Linked DNA regions of Gossypium arboreum: region 2 is linked to region 1. The links are chromatin contacts, called in public Hi-C maps. All regions are on one chromosome and are shown on one strand. Each heading gives the region's core, a stretch centred on a gene start, on an enhancer-like site or on the middle of the called end of the contact. The rest is flanking DNA. Distances are from core to core; before and after follow the strand shown.

What was found. A called contact is a pair of places that touch in the nucleus more often than the background predicts.
Region 2: a contact with region 1 is called in a Hi-C map of leaf, with 4 times the contacts expected there. The contact joins the promoter of LOC108467348 here to the promoter of LOC108474491 in region 1. A contact is called at or near these places in 2 of 5 Hi-C or Micro-C datasets (both in leaf).

What each region holds. Positions count from the first base shown.
Region 1 is chr2:21,328,580-21,331,422 of ASM2569848v2, reverse strand. LOC108474491 (pentatricopeptide repeat-containing protein At1g15510, chloroplastic) reads left to right here and starts at 1,445. Exons shown (of 1, transcript XM_017776432.2): 1 at 1,445-2,843. The coding sequence starts at 1,570.
Region 2 is chr2:21,510,960-21,513,802 of ASM2569848v2, reverse strand. It overlaps LOC108467348 (caffeoylshikimate esterase), which reads left to right and starts at 1,479. Exons shown (of 2, transcript XM_017767984.2): 1 at 1,479-1,911; 2 at 2,579-2,843. The coding sequence starts at 1,605.

The sequences.
Region 1 (2,843 bases), core at 196-2,695:
TAATTTTATGTTTTGGTTACTCAATTTCAAAAAGTTGCAAAGCGGTCACTAAATTATTCGAAAATTTTCATTTAAGGCATTCAGATGTTAAAACTGTTGTTGTATGGCCTTCTTTGTTCTCATCGCTTATACCAATTACCAATTGAAAGTTCTTCATTACATTCTTTTTTATAGTTTAGTTTTTTTTTTTTTACTTAAGGGTGCAAAAAGGCCTCAAACTTAAAAAAAAAAAGTAATTAAGTTCTTTTTTTTTTTTGCACTTATTTGGGTACTTGAACCTTCAAAATGATCAAAAAGGCCTTCAAATCTTTTCAAAAAAGGCAATTAAGCCCCTATTTTTCTTTTGCACTCAATTGAATACTTGAACTTTCAAAATGCATCAAAAAAACCCTCAAAATTTTTCAAAAAAAATTAAGCCCTAATTTTATTAAAAATTAGAAAAATTATAAAAAATTATAAAAATCGTACAAAATATAAAAATTGTAAAATTTTATAAAAATATAAAATATATAGAAATATAAATAATTATAAAATTTTATAAACTCGTAAGAAAATTATACAAAATGTAAAAAATATAAATTTCATAAAAAATTATAAAATTATCTTACCAAAAAGTATTTTATAATTTTTCTATAATTTTATTGATTTTAATTTTTTTATCATTTTTGCCACATGTCACACTGTGTTCGACACTTGATGACTTTAATTGAAAAAGCTAGGGTCCTTAACTTTTTATGATTTTTATAAAATTTAACAATTTTTATTTTTATGATTTTATAAAAAAATTCTATTTTAGTAAATTTAAAATTTTTATATTTTTATTAATTTTAATTTTTTCTAAAATTTATTATTTTTATAATTTATTTTCTAATTTTTAATAAAAGTGGTGCTTAATTACTTTTTGAAACAAATTGAGGGTCTTTTGATGCATTCGAGAGTTCAAGTACCTAATTAAGTGAAAAAAACAAGGGCTTAATTGCTTTTTCTGAAGAAGCTTGAGGGTTCAAGTGCTCAATTAAGTGAAAAAAAAAAGAAAAAAAAAGAAGGGCTTAATTGCTTTTTTTGAAAAAGTTTGAGGGATTTTTACTCCCTTAAGCCTTTTTTTTCATAAAGTACCTTTGAACATCACAAATTTGCAAACTAAAACCCAAGTAGCTTTCTTTTTTGATCTCCAACATTGACTGTTAAATTGACTTGGATCTAAGATATATTTTTTTACTCTTTGATGGGCATTGATTCATTGTATCGATCATCGAATCATTGCTTGGAGCTCATTAGCCAGATTTTAGAAAAAAACTTAATAGCTAGTTGATTTAAATACAAATATTCAAATAGTTAAGTGACTTAAATAAAAACTTTTGAATAGTTCAGTGATAATTTTGTAATATTTTGACGTTAAGTGACCAAAATATAAATTTACTAATAGTTTAGTGACTTAGGTGTAGCATATCCATTTCAAAAATTCCCCACAACCGCAAACGACAGCGTTTGGCTTTATCTTCTATCCAGGACGATTTAAACCCTTCAGAAAAACCCCGTCAAAACCAGCAATGCTTTGTAGTTTCAAAAATGGCTTTCTCTGCAAAAACTCCTCGAAGCCTTATCAAATCCGACCTCCCAAGTCCTATCCACAGAAAATTCCGAAAACCCAAATTCCTATATTTCTCGAACCGACGGAAAACCCATCAAATCTCCTCAACGCAACCCCAACAGCAGCTCTCATTCCTTAACACCAATTCCTTGAACAGCAGCGACCCCAACTCCCATCTCCACCTTCTTTGTATCAATGGGAAACTCCAAGAAGCTCTAAACTACCTTGACTCAATGCAAGAATTGCAGATTCCATTAGATGAAGACACGGCTATTGGTATGGTCAGACTCTGTGAGTGGAAGAAAGCTTTTGAAGAAGGTTCTAAAGTTTACTGTTATGTATCGAATTCGAGTAATTGTTTGAGTCTTAGGCTTGGAAATGCTTTTTTGAGTATGTTCGTGAGGTTTGGGAAATTGGGTGATGCTTGGTATGTTTTCGGTAAAATGCTAGAAAGAGATGTTTTTTCTTGGAATGTTTTGATTAGTGGGTACGCAAAAAAAGGTTTTTTCGATGAAGCTTTGTGTTTGTATCATAGGATGTTGTGGGTCGGGTTTAAGCCTGATGTTTATACTTTCCCCTGCGTTTTGAGAACTTGTGGTGCTGTTCCAAATTTGGAAAGAGGTAAAGAAGTTCATGTTCATGTTATTAGGTTCGGGTTTGAGGCAGATGTTGACGTGATTAATTCTTTGATAACTATGTACGTAAAGTGTGGGGATTTACCAAAAGCGAGGTTATTGTTTGATAAAATGGCTAGGAGAGATAGGATATCTTGGAATGCAATCATTTCAGGATATTTTGAGAATGGAGAGTATTTGGAAGGGATAAGGTTGTTTTTTAAGATGCGTGAGCACTGGTTTGATCCAGATTTGATGACTATGACGAGTGTGATCTCTGCATGTGAGAGCCTTGGAGATGAGAGATTAGGCAGAGAAATTCATGGATATGTGATTGTAACAGGGATGTCGGCTGATGTTTCAGTTTGTAATTCTTTGATTCAAATGTACTTTAGTCTAGGATGTTGGGAAACAGCAGAGAAGGTTTTTGATAGGATGGAATGGAGGGATGTAGTTTCTTGGACAGCAATGATCTCGGGTTATGAGAACAACGTACTGCCTGATAAAGCTTTGGATACTTACAGAATGATGGAACTGCATGGTTTCGTGCCTGATGAGATCACTTTAGCCAGTGTTCTTTCAGCTTGTGCTTATTTAGGAAAGCTAGATATGGGGATAAAGCTTCATGAACTTGCTAA
Region 2 (2,843 bases), core at 230-2,729, 180 kb before region 1:
TTTAAAAACATATATTTAAGCAGTAGAAATTTATATTTTAATAATTATTAAAATAATAAAATATCAACTAAACTAAAACCCAATCACAACAAAAACAAATATAACATTTATACTAACATGAATCGTTATAGTAAATTTTAAAACCCCAATCCACCACTCATCTTCATTTTTATCCACCAATCCACTCTTAAACAACTGCTATTTGTAATTAATCACTCAAAACTCTTCGCCAATCATAATTGATCATTAATTTTTTTAATTATTAAAATAATTCGTTTTACCATACGTATTATCCGCACACATTATTAATAGGGAATTCCTATGATTCAACCCCTACAGCATGAATATTCTTAGTGAATAGGCCTCATCGAATAAATTTTTATCCCTAATATTATTTATTTATTAAATACTTTTAATATTTTATTTTATTTCAGGTTAGAATTTATAATATATATATATATATAAAGAAGGTAAAATTGTCAATCACGTCACTGATTAATTGGCATGAGGTTTCGGAATCTATCCCGATAATTGTAAACCTTTTCCTCCTTTTTCATTGTAATGTGCAATGTGCTTATTCACTTGTAAAAAAAATTAATAATAATAATAATAATAAATCAAAGCGTAGAAAGAAAGTGAAATGATATAAAGAAGCAAGTAGTGAGAAAATAATAGATTGTAGGCCCATGAAATGTCTTTGGACCTTATTGCTAAGGCCTTTCATAATTCATACATTGAGTCTAACTAGACTTGTTGGGCTGGCGGTTGGTGAGAATGGGGCCTCCTACCTACCAACGTAGGTGGGGCCCTATACCTTTTCTTTTTTTAATAATAAACAGCCTTATCCTTTCTTAAACAAAATGCTATATTGCTAAGGTCTGTTTCGATATTCTACTCAATCAAGACTTCAAGGTTGCAAATGAAGTTTCAATTTAATCAGGTTTTAGAATGTAAAAATGTGAGTTATTTTTCGAGTTTAATTTATTAAAATTGTAATTAAAACTACTCTCAAATTAAAACATGAATTTAATTTAAAAAAATTACACATTGGTTTCAAAGTTGAAAGTTATTGTTGAACTAAACTTAATTATCATAAAAATTAAATTTCAATAGTAGTTTATAATCGAATTTTAAAAACTGTTGCATAAATTATTCAAACATCCGTTTACTACAAGTTTAAATCTTTCTTGTATAAAAACCTGTTACATATATTATGTATTTTATTTATTTATTTATTTTCGTTATTCTTTTAACTATTATAGCATTGTGTTTCCTTAAAAAACCATTGTGTTGCATTTTCATATAAAAATTAGTAAATCCAAACAATAAAATTGAATTTATTTATTAAATAAAAAATATAATTAGAAATCCAATTTCTTACAACATTCATACAGTTTTATTTATAAAATGGAATTCCAAACCTACCCCTGAAGTGGAGCCCACCAAAAGTCAGTCCACCAACTCTTACCCACTCCCAAAGAACTCGGTTGGTGTAAACTTATTTTCCCACTTTGCCCAGAAAATAAAATCAAATCAACAAAATCCAAAAATCATTTCCGCACCAAAAAACAAACGCGCATTTACGTTGGGAGAGTTCAGCGAAAATGGCAGGCGAAGCAGCTGCGGCGGCGAATTTCTGGGGTGATATGCCGGAGGAAGACTATTACAGGTCGCAGGGTGTACGCAACACCAAGTCTTACTTCGACACTCCCAACGGAAAGCTCTTCACCCAGAGCTTCTTACCCTTGGATAAAAAAGTGAAGGCCTCCGTCTACATGACCCACGGCTATGGATCCGACACTGGTTGGCTCTTCCAGAAGATCTGCATCAACTTTTCCAATTGGGGTTATGCTGTTTTCGCCGCTGATCTTCTCGGCCATGGCAGATCCGAGGGTCTCCGCTGCTACTTAGGTAATTTATCTCTGTTTTCTTTTCTTTCTTTTTTTTTTAATGTTATTTATAAACTGGATATCCGATGATTATATTTTAATAATATAAAAAAACTTTATAACTTCAAGATAAACTTTTGAGAAAGTTATGGAGTAGATATGTATATATCTATATATATATATTATGTTTGTGGATTGAAAGAGAAGTAATCCTGAGATAAGCAGAGGGTTAAGTAAAGATATAATATGAATGAATTAAAAAAAAAAAAAACACCTGATATAAGTTAAAATTAGGGAGTTCATGTCGCCCTTCTTCTCCAGGGATTTGTTGCTGGGCCAAAATAAAGTTTTAAAAGTTTAGGGGGCCGAAGTTAAAAGATTTGCTTAAATTTAAGATTTTATAGCTAAAAGGGACCAAAGTTGATATTATACCAATCAGTTAAGCCCTCTAGTTAGTCACCTAGCTGCTTCCATCCTTAACCTCCCAGTCTGCAGTACAAACTTGAAGTAGCATGTTATTTTGATGAACTTTTGATTCAACAATTGTTCACCTTCCACTGGGATTTTAAGCTATATCATTGTAATATCAGACTTTTATCATCATATTAAACTATGGGATATTTGAAGAAAAATGATTAAATACTTGGCTATTGAAGTTCATCAACAGAGGTGGTGATTGTTTAATGTAGGTGACATGGAGAAAGTTGCTGCAACATCCTTATCATTCTTCAAGCACGTCCGGAACAGCGATGAATACAAAAACTTACCCGCATTCCTGTTTGGTGAATCCATGGGAGGAGCAGCAACAATGCTCATGTACTTTCAATCCGACCCTGAAACTTGGACCGGTCTAATTTTCTCGGCGCCGCTCTTTGTGATGCCTGAGAACATGAAGCCGAGTAAGGTGCGGTTGTTCGTGTACGGTCTGCTCTTCGGATTAGCTGATACATGGGC